2 separate regions of the Sus scrofa genome follow, and region 2 is linked to region 1. The links are chromatin contacts, called in public targeted proximity ligation maps. All regions are on one chromosome and are shown on one strand. The core of a region is the stretch at or near the end of the contact, and the rest is flanking DNA. Distances in the headings are between cores, read along the strand shown. Region 1 has its middle 70 kb from the start of TRNAD-GUC. Region 2 overlaps ELK3 (ETS domain-containing protein Elk-3).

Region 1 (5,415 bases), core at 1,501-4,000:
CTAGGAACCATGAGGTCGTGGGTTTGATCCATGGCCTTGCTCAGTGGGTTAAGGATCCGGCGTTGCTGTGAGCTGTGGTATGGGCTGCAGGTGGGACTAGGATCTGGCATTGCTGTAGCTGTGGTGTAGGCCGCAGCTGTAGCTCCAATTGGACCCCTAGCCTGGGAACCTCCATATGCTGCAGCTCTGCCCTAAGAAGCAAAAAAAAAAAAAAAGGGTATCTCACTGGGGATGGGATACAGGTAATGGGTATTATCATCTTGTCTGTTAGCCTAAAACTAGTTATTAACTTTTGTAGAACCAATTTATGTGTTCAAAGAGTCCTTAGTATATCAATTTTTAAAAATTATGGGAATATACTTATTAATTAGTGGATTTGTTGCTATGTATCAAGATACCAGGAAATTTGGAGTTCACACTGCGGCTTAGTGGGTTAAGAACCCAAAGTAGTCTCCATGAGGTTGTGGGCTTGATCCCCGGCCTCTCTCAGTGGGTTAAGGATCTGGCCTTGCTGCAAGCTGATGTTGCTATGACTGTGGCCTAGGTTGGCAGCTGCAGCTGTGATTCGACCCCTAGTTCAGGAACTTCCATGCGCTTCAGTGTGGCTATAAAAAGAAAAAAAAAAGATACCAGTGAAATTTATTTATTAAAAATTTTTAAAAATTATAGTTGATTTACAATGTTCTGTCAATTTCTGCTGTATAACAAAGTGACCCAGTTATACATATATGTACATTCTTTTTTCTCATATTATCTTCTATCATGTTCTATCACAAGCGACTGAATATAGAGATTCCCTTTGGGGGATTTAACAAAAGTGTATATATAGTGTTGAACAGAAAATATTTTAGCTATAACATTAGAGTGAAACATGCATAAAATTCTGTTTTCTTCTGCTAGAGACACTATATCTATGTTGTTGATAAGTTCCCAGATAAGTTGATAAATTTCCAGAGAACAGCAGGAAGGCAGCCACTTCCTGATGGTGGTTTCAGTGGTGATCTTTGAAATACACTCTGTGCCCACCACCCTGCTTGGAGGATTAAAACTGCAGTCTGAACGGGTAACATTGGTCTGAACGGTGAGGCCCTCTTGTGGCCACTTGGAAAAGTTTCTGATTTCTGACACCTGATGCTTTCTGCATTCCCACACAGCACCCCTACATGGGGAGGCGTGACCTTGAAAGTGAGGCTGCTGCGCAGTGGTGAGGCCTTTTGGTATTTCCTGACCTAAATCTTCTGGAATGAGTCCACAATTCAACTGCCAAATTTAAATTCCATTGTTCGTGAGCTGTGAGTGCTGTAGAAGGATTTCATGTGGTTAAGATATATGCACATGCCCTGACTGTCACCTGTTCACAGCTGGTCTTATCTGTCAATCATCCTGCTGAAAGTTGCTAAAACAAAAAGTTCTGCTGGAAACATGTAATAAGGGGATATCTGAACAGAAGCAGGGCCAAATTGGAAGGACAGCATATGTAGAGAGAACCACATTTCCGGACTCTCCTAGTCTCAGTCCTTTGTTTATTGCTTATAAACAATATAACCAGTTCCCAGAGAACATATTAACTGCTGTGTGGGTGAAAGAGAAATATTATTAAGAGGTAAAAAACAGTTGGGTCATATTTTCTAAAAATCTCTTCTCCTGGACAAAGCCCTAGGAGAATCTACTAGAATTTTGACATGGGTTATGATAAACAAATTCATCTTTGCTTAGCAAAGATTTTCAAATACTTGGAAGATCCCTTTGACAGTTTTATCTCTCTGTGTTGTGAATTCACAACTCTTACTTTGGTAACTAACTGCCTTATTTATAATCTCTTTTCAATCATCCATAAATGTGAGAGCTGCAATGTTTTTTCCAGGTCTCAAGTTCTCTTGTTTTCCTGTTTCTTTTTTTGCTTCCGAAACAAAATGTGAAATTTCCTTATAGATTAGGGGACCAGAAAACACCAAGCAAATTTTGAAGGAAAAGTTTTTTTTCTCTCCTTCCAGTCATTTAAATTTTCTTGGGCTATCTTTGTGGGTTGGAGTACCAGATGCTGCCTTGAATAACTGTGAATTACGAAACAAATGCAGACCTGTTCTTTGGCAACTTTGAGCTTGTGCAGGGAGATCAAAGGAACCAGAAGTAACAACAAAGACCAAAGAGAATTGGAATGCTCAGTGGATCTCTGTCTGAAAAATATATTGCCAACTTTAGAAAGCTGCACCCTGATATTAGCAGCCTATGCTTGTCCAGTGATTTCCAGTTTCCAAAGCGCTTTTATGTCTGTTAGCTGAGGACTACCCTAAAGAGAGGGGCAGGGCAGGCATTACTGTTTTCTTGTTTCAAAGGAGAACACACACTTAAGAGACTGAATACATACATAGCATGTAGCCACTCACCTTGGGAGCTGGTATTTGAACCTGCATCTGCTGACCCCAAACTTAGCCTCTTTCTGCCTCATCATAAATTCCACTGGCTTTTGTTACCCTGGAAAGGTAATCTGTGTTCACACACCTTCTGCTAGTAGGACTCAAGGCAGCAGATCGTGTGTTCCTGGCTCTCCTCCAGCCCCACACCCCGCCTCTGCATACTGCAAATACTTTTTCCATGGAAGAGCTCCGGACAGGGAAATATTTTGGAATCCGTCTGAGTTAAATACCAAGCCCTATTTGTAATTTCTGCTGAGGCCAGGACACTGAAAGGATTCCCAAGGGCAGCAGTTGTGAGTCCGTTTGGTAGCCCTTCTCGGGCCAGTAGGAAAGGGATGGCAAGTCACAGGAAGTTAGAATGCCAGTCACAGCCCAGCGCTGCTGTTAGGGCCTCAGCCGAATTGACAGTCAGAAGAAGATCCAGCAGAGAGTTCTGAATCAGATTTCAGCGATGCGGTCTCAAATAGGATTTTCTCATGGATCTGGCAAGAGGCATGCTGGATTTAGAGTGAAATTAAGCTGTGGACTCTGGGGGATAACACAGGAAATTACAAACGACAGCTGCTTGTCTCAAGAGCACATCTGGTCAAGAGGCCCCATCCAGGGCCCCTGTTATTTGAGGAATGGGGACGCACTGGCATCCAGTTTCGAGTCCCCAGGGGAAGTTGTTTTGGAGCAGAGTGGAGATTCAGAAAGTTGGTTCTATTTCTTTTGTTTTCCATGCCTGTGGCATGTGGAAGTTCCTGGGCCAGGGATCGAACCTGGGCCATAGCAGTGACAACGCCGGATCCTTAACCTGCTGTGCCATAAGAGAATTCCTGGTCCTTTTTCTTTACTAGGCCTGTGATCTTTTTTTTTTTTTTTTTGCTTTTTAGGGCTGCACCTGTGGCATATGGAGGTTCCCAGGCTAGGGGTCTAATCAGAACTACAGCTGCCAGCCTATGCTACAGACACAGCAATGCCAGATCTGAGCCGTGTCTGTGATCCACACCACAGCTCACGGCAACACTGGATCCTTAACCCATTGAGCGAGGCCAGGGATCAAACCTGTGTTCTCATGGATACTAGTCAGATTCATTTCTCCTGCACCACCACGGAAACCCCTAGGCGTGTGATCCTGAATCAGGCACAGCCTCTCTCAGCTTTGGTTTGTTAATTTGTAAACAGGAGAGTAATAATACTTGCCAATCAGATTTTTTTGTTTTTGTTTTCTGGTGAAAAGCATTTTATTTTATTTTATTTTTATTTTTTTGTCTTTTGTCTTTTTAGGGCCGTACCTGCAGCACATGGAGGTTCCCAGGCTAGGGGTCTAATCGGAGCTGTAGCCGCCGGCCTACACCACAGCCACAGCAACGCAGGATCCACGTCTGCGACCTACACCACAGCTCATGGCAATGCCGGATCCTTAACCCTCTGAGCAAGGTCAGGGATTGAACCGGAAAGCTCATGGTTCCTAGTTAGATTCGTTAACCACTGAGCCACGATGGGAACTCCAAAAAGCATTTTATAAGATGTAAAGTTTTCCATAAATGGAGGGCTTGTTATTATTATTATCGTCATTACTTACAGGTCTAAGTTTCCTGCAGGAAAAGGGAATAGAGAAGCCTAAGAAATAAGTGGAGTACCAAAGAGAAGAAAAAGGAACTGTAATAACTAAAATCAATGTTTAAGTGTTTACAGGCATCTGGACCCATACTACGAGCTATAAAAATAGGTTTCCTGAAATGTAATTGGCAATCAAGGCCTCTGCATGAAACGGTGCAGGGCCGATACGGAACCGGGGTAGGGGTGTGAGTTAGGGGAGGAATGAAGAGTAACGCCAGCGCAGTGCCTGTGACGTGTAAAGGCATTTTTGAAGATGCCATTATCTCAGTAAGCTTTCCTACCAACCTCATTTTATTTTATTTAAAAAAAATTTAATATTTTTTATTTTTTGCTTTTCAGGGCTGCACCTGCAGCATATGGAAGTTCCCAGGCTAGGGGTCCAATCCGAGAACAAGCCCTTTCTGATACCCTCTTTCTGAGACACTTCGTGTGTCTTCATGGTGTCAGGTGTCCCCCTAGCAGGGAGTCACACCAGCTGTGTTTGATCTCAGGTGTGTTTCTGGATGGTTTTTGACAAGGGGGCACTGACAGGGTTTATACAAGGGCCATGTGTTAAGAAGGCCACCCTTCCCTTGTGGTATTGTAATTCTCTCTCTGGGCATCTCTACAGCTAGACCAGATGTTTTTCAAAGCTGAGTCACTTACCAGAGATGTTAACTAGCGAGTTCCCACTGTGGCTCAGTGGGTCCAGTGTTGCTGTGAGCTGTGGTGCAGGTCACAGACAGGGCTTGGGTTGCTGTGGCTGTGGTGTAGGCTGGCAGCTGCAGCTCCGATTAGACCCCTAGCCTGGGAACCTCCATAGGCCCTGGGTGTGGCCCTAAAACGAAGAGGCACCATGCTGGCCTCTCTCCGAGGACTGAACCATTGAAGGCTCCCTCGCACTTTTGAGGCAGGTGCTGTCATTCTCATGTCACAGATGCCAGAGAGGAGGCCGAATGAAATTACAGACATTGCCCAGGCGTTAGTAAGCGGCAGAGCCAGGAGTCGAAACCATTCATTTTGACCCTAGAGCCCTGCTGGCACCCACAGAACATTCAATGTTGGGTGAATAGATCAATAACCAACTTGTCTTCAGATGCGTCAGGAGTCTCGGAATGACAGGAATACGAAGGTCTCCGGCCCCGAGCCATACAGTGTTTTGAACACTCTGTGTTAACTGACCCTTAACAACGGCTCCTCGAAGTTGATACTCTTATTACGTCCATTTTACAGATAAGGAAACTAAGGCCCCCAGAGGTATACAAAACATTTATATGCAGTTTATAATGAATAAAACCTTTTCATATTTGCATTCTACGTCCTGCGAAGTACTGTATTCCACTAATATAAGGTGCCGTTGATCATAAGATGCACCACTGTTTTAGGTGCCCCTGAGAGAAAAAGCCGCCAGTTA
Region 2 (5,415 bases), core at 1,429-3,928, 1.9 Mb after region 1:
GATCTGGCATTGCTGTGGCTCTGGTATAGGTGGGCAGCGGCAGCTCCTATTGGACCCCCAGCCTGGGAGCCTCCATGTGCCACGGGTATGGCCCTAAAAAGTAAAAATAAAACCAAAAAAACACACCCCTATCAGCTCTAATGACAACTGAAGAGTCAAAAATCAAACTTCTTAGAAGGCTGTGCTTATTCCCACTGGTCACTGGGCAGAGCGAAACACACGTGGTTCATGGAAACACGATGTTCTACTTAGTTGGGTTCAGACAAGCAGATCAAGGCTTCGGTCCGTCACGCCTGGCGTGGCCAGTGCCTGACAAACACCGCGAAGGGAACCTCACACCCGCCACCTGATGCAGGGCTGGGGAAGGGGGGCCCTGCCCACGCACGGAGGGAGCAGATGTGAGCAATCGCCGGATCCAAGTGTCCTCAGAAGCCACCGCGGCTTCGGCAGAGGCCAGCCATCTAGCCCGACAACCCTGCAGACACTAACCAGACACCCCAGCCGAGCTCACTGTCCCCTGAGGCCTCTCGGAGCCAGGCAGGAGGGAGCAGCCCAGCTCTGTGTCGTTGGCCGAGGCTGCGCCCCTCGGGGAGGTTGAAACAGGCGGCTGGTCCTCAGCTCCCATCACCAAGATCCTGGGATGGGGAAGGAGGAAGGGTTTATTTGGTGGGCATTCCTCTGGTCAGGGTAGATCTCCTACAAGAAAGGACCCGTGGCCAGAAAGGGCAAAAGAAAGACGCGTTTACAAGGGCTGCCTCGAAAGATGGGCACTGTGATCCCATTTTACAGATGAGAAGTTGAGGCTCTTGGTTGGAAATGACATGATGCTCAATTTCCCACCCCACGGGGCTGGGTTAAACTCCCAGTTGGCCTTACAATGGAATACCACGGAGCTCTTTTTTCTCCTTGCTATGCCCCTGGCATGTGGAAGTTTCTCCCCACACACGCCCCCTGGCCAGGGATTGAACCCAAGCCACTGCAGTGACAACACTGGATCCTTAACTTGCTGCACCACAAGAGAACTCCCCAAGGAGCTCTTTTAGAGGACAATATGTCATTACCATTTTCTCACGTCTTTAAATGAAAATTAGGAGAAAAAGGCAGCATGCCTGGGATGCTTCGCTTATTTTAATGAGAGAATTACATCTATCAAATAGAAGGAAAAATTCATCTTGAAAAATGTATAATAAAGTTTGACAGAGGTAGGATTATACCATTAATCCGCATTTTTTTTTTTTTTTGCTTATCTGCATTTTCACATTTAAAAAGTTATGTTTCATATGTATTGCTGGTCAAATCAAGAGGAAGCAGCAGGCAGGCTCTAGAAAGTTTAGGAGCCCGAGATCCTGCAGCCTGTAACTGGAGGAGCTGAAGTTTGAACCCAAGTCTATCCAGAGCCAAGACTGAAGCTTTCTCTGTTGCACTGCCACACCCTCTCCCAGAAAGCAGCTGCCGTTGGCTCAGCGGCTAATGCTTAAGTCAGCCTGCCAGGACCACGGGCTCTGCATTCCAGAGTAATTGTGGGGTCACTGCGGCAAGGCTGGGAAAGCCAGCTCCACGTTCAGGAAGCACCGGCCTTTCTAGTGCCTCCCGAGGCTGTTCCCTAACTGCAAATAGAACTGCCTCTGCCCAGCTGCAGGGAGTGAAGACGCCTGCCTTGATGGGACACCCTGCACGAGGCACCGGGGACCTGGTGGTCCCGCCAGAGCGGGATGGACATCGGAAGGCCACCTCTAAGTGGGTGACACCCAAGAGTGACAGGAAAGCAGCGAGAAGCTGATGGCCACCTCCACGGCCTGGCTATGGCCCCAGCTGAGCATCAGAAGGGCTCGGAGGTGAAGAGAGACGCCGGCTCCTCCGAGCATCCACAGGCCTGAGCACAGCTGCTCCCATGAGGGGACAGGCCCAGAGCCTTGATGGGCCGGATGCAAAGTGCAACCAGCCCTGGGACAAACTGACCTGGGTTTGAATCCCAGCCTCCGTCGCTACTGACTATGACCTTGAATACGTCCTGAACTTCTGCAGGCCTCAGTGTGCTGCCCTCAATTCAGAAAACACGTTTAATATAAAACACTGCTCGTCTCCAACAGCATCGCCATGTCCACATGACTTCAAGAAAATACATTTTAAACCATCTTAGAAACATGATAAAGGGTGGTGGTATCTTTGCAAAATACACCAAGAAGGTAACGAGAAGCACGAAGATGTAAGACACACTGGCTTTCCCCAAATGAGATGTTTGGCTTATTCCTAAAAGGGGCATAAAACGATCTTAGAGGCCAGTTTTCTCTAAAAGAGCAATGTATGTGCCTCGCTCAGAGCAGACCTCGAAACATGAACTCTCACCAGGAGGAATTTCACCCAGCAGGCGATGATCTAACTAAATAGCATCTTCATTATATCACACTGTCTTCTCATCGGATTCTGCGCTCCTTATATGGGTCCCTCGCTTTATAAATTACAGAAGGCGTATACAGTATCTCGAGCAAGCATCACAAGGCTTTGGAACCCGCTGCACGGATGAGGGGTCCGGGGCTCCGTGCTGGATTCCCAGCCCAGTCAGTGGCCGAGGAGTGTCTCCAGGCGCCCGGCGTCACAGCCAACATCCTGTCTTCAGTTCCGGGCATTGGGTTCCCATCCAGACCACGGACTGACTCACACTTTCCCGACACAGAACCCGACTGTCCTCTCTGCAAAGTTAGAACACGTACTCCCTGGCGGAGTCAGGCTCAGAGTGCCTCCTCTGGAACGAGCACACGTTCTTGCAACAAAGACAGAAGCTGCAGCCACAGGGAAAGCAGAGCACCTGGCTAGGCTCTGAGGAGTAGCAATGGAAGTGGATCAGCCCAACCTCACCCTTGCAGTGTCTGACGGCTGCATGGACGCGCATGGCAGACCCTGCTTCCTCTCGCTCCCTGCCATCTGAAGGCAAGGGGACCCAGCCACTGGCTGTCTGTACTGGCCTCGGCCAGGAACTGGGTGTGGGCAGGCCCACCTGGCACCAGCTGCCCGCCAGAGCAGTGCTGAAAGGGCTCCTGCGACCCACGCACCTGAGCTGCCTGTAACTGGGGCAGTCCTTGGGCTCCGCGGTGAGCTGAATGGTGCTTCCCTCCCGCCCACCCCAAAGTCACCTCCAGACAGAACCCCAGGATGAGACTTTTTAAATTTTTATTTTATTTTTTCCCTTTGAGGGCTGCACCCATGGCATATGGAAGTTCCCAGGCTAAGGGTCGAATCAGAGCAGCAGCTGCCGGCCTACACCACAGCCACAGCAATGTGGGATCCAAGCCGTGTCTGCCACCTACACCACAGCTCACAGCAACGCCAGATCCCCAACCCACTGAGCAAGGCCAGGGATCAAACCCAGAACCTCACAGATACTAGTCGGGTTTGTTTCTGCTGAGCCACAAGGGGAACTCCAGAATGACACCTTATTTGGAAATGGGGTCTCTGCACATGTCACAGGCTAAGGATGTCAGGGTGGAATACACTGGAGTCAGGGTGGGCACTAAATGCAGGGACCTGTGTTCCTACAAGAAAAGGAACCACCCAGAGCCACACACAAGGAAGAAGGCCGTGAGAAGACAGGGCAGAGAGGAGTGATGCCGCTGCAAGCCAGGGAACCAAGGATTTCTGGGAGCCCCCCGAGGCTGGAAAAGGCAAAGAAGGATGTGCCCCTAGAGCCTTCAGCGGGAGCGCAGCCCTGCTGACACCTTGACGTCAGCCTTCTGGCCCCCAGACCCTTGCGAGGAGAAACTTGCACTGTTTGGAGCTACCAAAGCGTGTGCGAATCTGTTACAGCAGCCCTGGGAATGTAATTCCTAGGAAACAGCCTCCTCTCTCTTAAAGGCCCAGCCCTTCCCTTCCCAGGGCGGCGTCTCCGCCCTGAGCTCGGGACAGCCTGGTCCTGGGCGCAGGGCTGGAGCTCGGAGCACGGACCTTCGCACACGCGCGCGCACACCCACCCCCACGCAGGACTTCTAAGAATAACGTGCTGCCAGTAACCAGTTCCAACTCTGTCTTGGAACTGGCTGCCTCCCGGGGGAGGTTTCCTTGCGGTTTGGGTTGAGAGCGCTTTATCCTCTGGCGCTGCTAAGCTGCATGGGAGGAGCCTCTCCAAATTCTCCTGGCCTGGAATGGGAGGCCTCCTGGCCCTGCTGCCCGAGGAGGAGGAGGTCTGCTGCCCTGGGGGTGCCCACCCCAGCCGGGAGGCCCATTCTGCACGTCAAGGGCATGTTCTCACCCGCTCCGGACCCACGGGCTGCCTCTCGTTGGACCCGGAGTTCTATCTCCCCCTGGCTCTCTTTCAACACTCAAGGGTATTTTTTATTAAAGGCCGCTGGAGTGTTACTAAAACAAAATGTAAAACGGCTCCCCTGTTTCCCCTGCGGGTCGGGGATGTGCTGACTGTGACCCTCCCGCCTCCAGGGCTGGCAGGTGGCCCGGAGTCCGGCCCGCAGGTGGTCTGGGAGCACGTTCTCATCCTGGCTTTGCCACCGCTTTTCTGGAAAACTGACTTTCCCTCTCGGGTCCTCATGGTGCTAACGGCGGGGCAGGCAGGGCAGGAAGGCTGGGGAGCTGCTTCCTGGCACTGATGTGCTAGGAGGATGGATTTCCTTCTCGGCGACACGCTCAGAGGTTTCTGGGCTCGTTCGTCCTTCCTCCATCCTGCGGCACCGCCTCGCCCCAGTGCCGCACAGCCACCGGGAGGGGCATGGAAGGCCGGCTCCCCATCCGTGAGGCAGACACCGTGTCGGCAGGAGAACCGAGCAAAGGAGGCATCGGCAGGAGGCAGGGAAGCAGAGACCAGGTGAAGGATGGCTTGGGCCAGACAGGAGAGGCAGAGGGAGGGCCCCTGGCCAGGATAAGGAGGGCCACAGGGCTGGGGTAGTGCAGGGGAGGCAGCGGGGCTGCTGCCAGGTGGGCAAGGAGTTTGGAGTCTTTGCTGGAGGCTGCAGGGAGCTGGGCAGGTGCTCAGGCGAGGGGTGCCGCGCTCCGATCTGGCCTTCTTTAGGAAGTGTTAACATGTTCTGGGGTTCCCAGAACCACCACCTCACATTCCCCGTGGGCTTGGAGAAGGCTGCCAGCAGTTTTTCCACTGTCATCTCGAACAGCAAACACTGGGGGCTGGTCCCCCCTCTCTCTCCGCCCTGGGACAACACTCAGCAATATTAGGACTATGGGGTCCAAACTTGAGCTCATGGCTCTGCAGCCATGTGACCCTCCGGCTTCGCAGTCCCGAGCGTGGCCCTGGGGGTCAAGACTCCAGGGCAGAAAGCTCTGCTGCTCACATCTTGAATCTACGACTTAACCTCACAGAGGCTCCGTAGCCCCACCTCTAAAATGGGCCCGTGGTCCGCAAAGACGACAGGCATGTCGCAGGGTAGGAAGCAAGTTGCTAAACATACAACCCTC

What was found.
Region 2: a contact with region 1 is called in a targeted proximity ligation map of skeletal muscle, with 7 times the contacts expected there. A contact is called at or near these places in 1 of 47 Hi-C or Micro-C datasets (mesenteric adipose tissue) and 1 of 2 datasets of targeted methods (skeletal muscle).

The regions. Positions count from the first base shown.
Region 1 is chr5:85,425,666-85,431,080 of Sscrofa11.1, forward strand. No RefSeq gene overlaps it. Among named protein-coding and RNA genes, the nearest start is that of TRNAD-GUC, 70 kb to the left of the region's middle.
Region 2 is chr5:87,311,838-87,317,252 of Sscrofa11.1, forward strand. All of the region lies in intron 2 of ELK3 (ETS domain-containing protein Elk-3), which reads right to left. Among named protein-coding and RNA genes, the nearest start is that of ELK3, 41 kb to the right of the region's middle.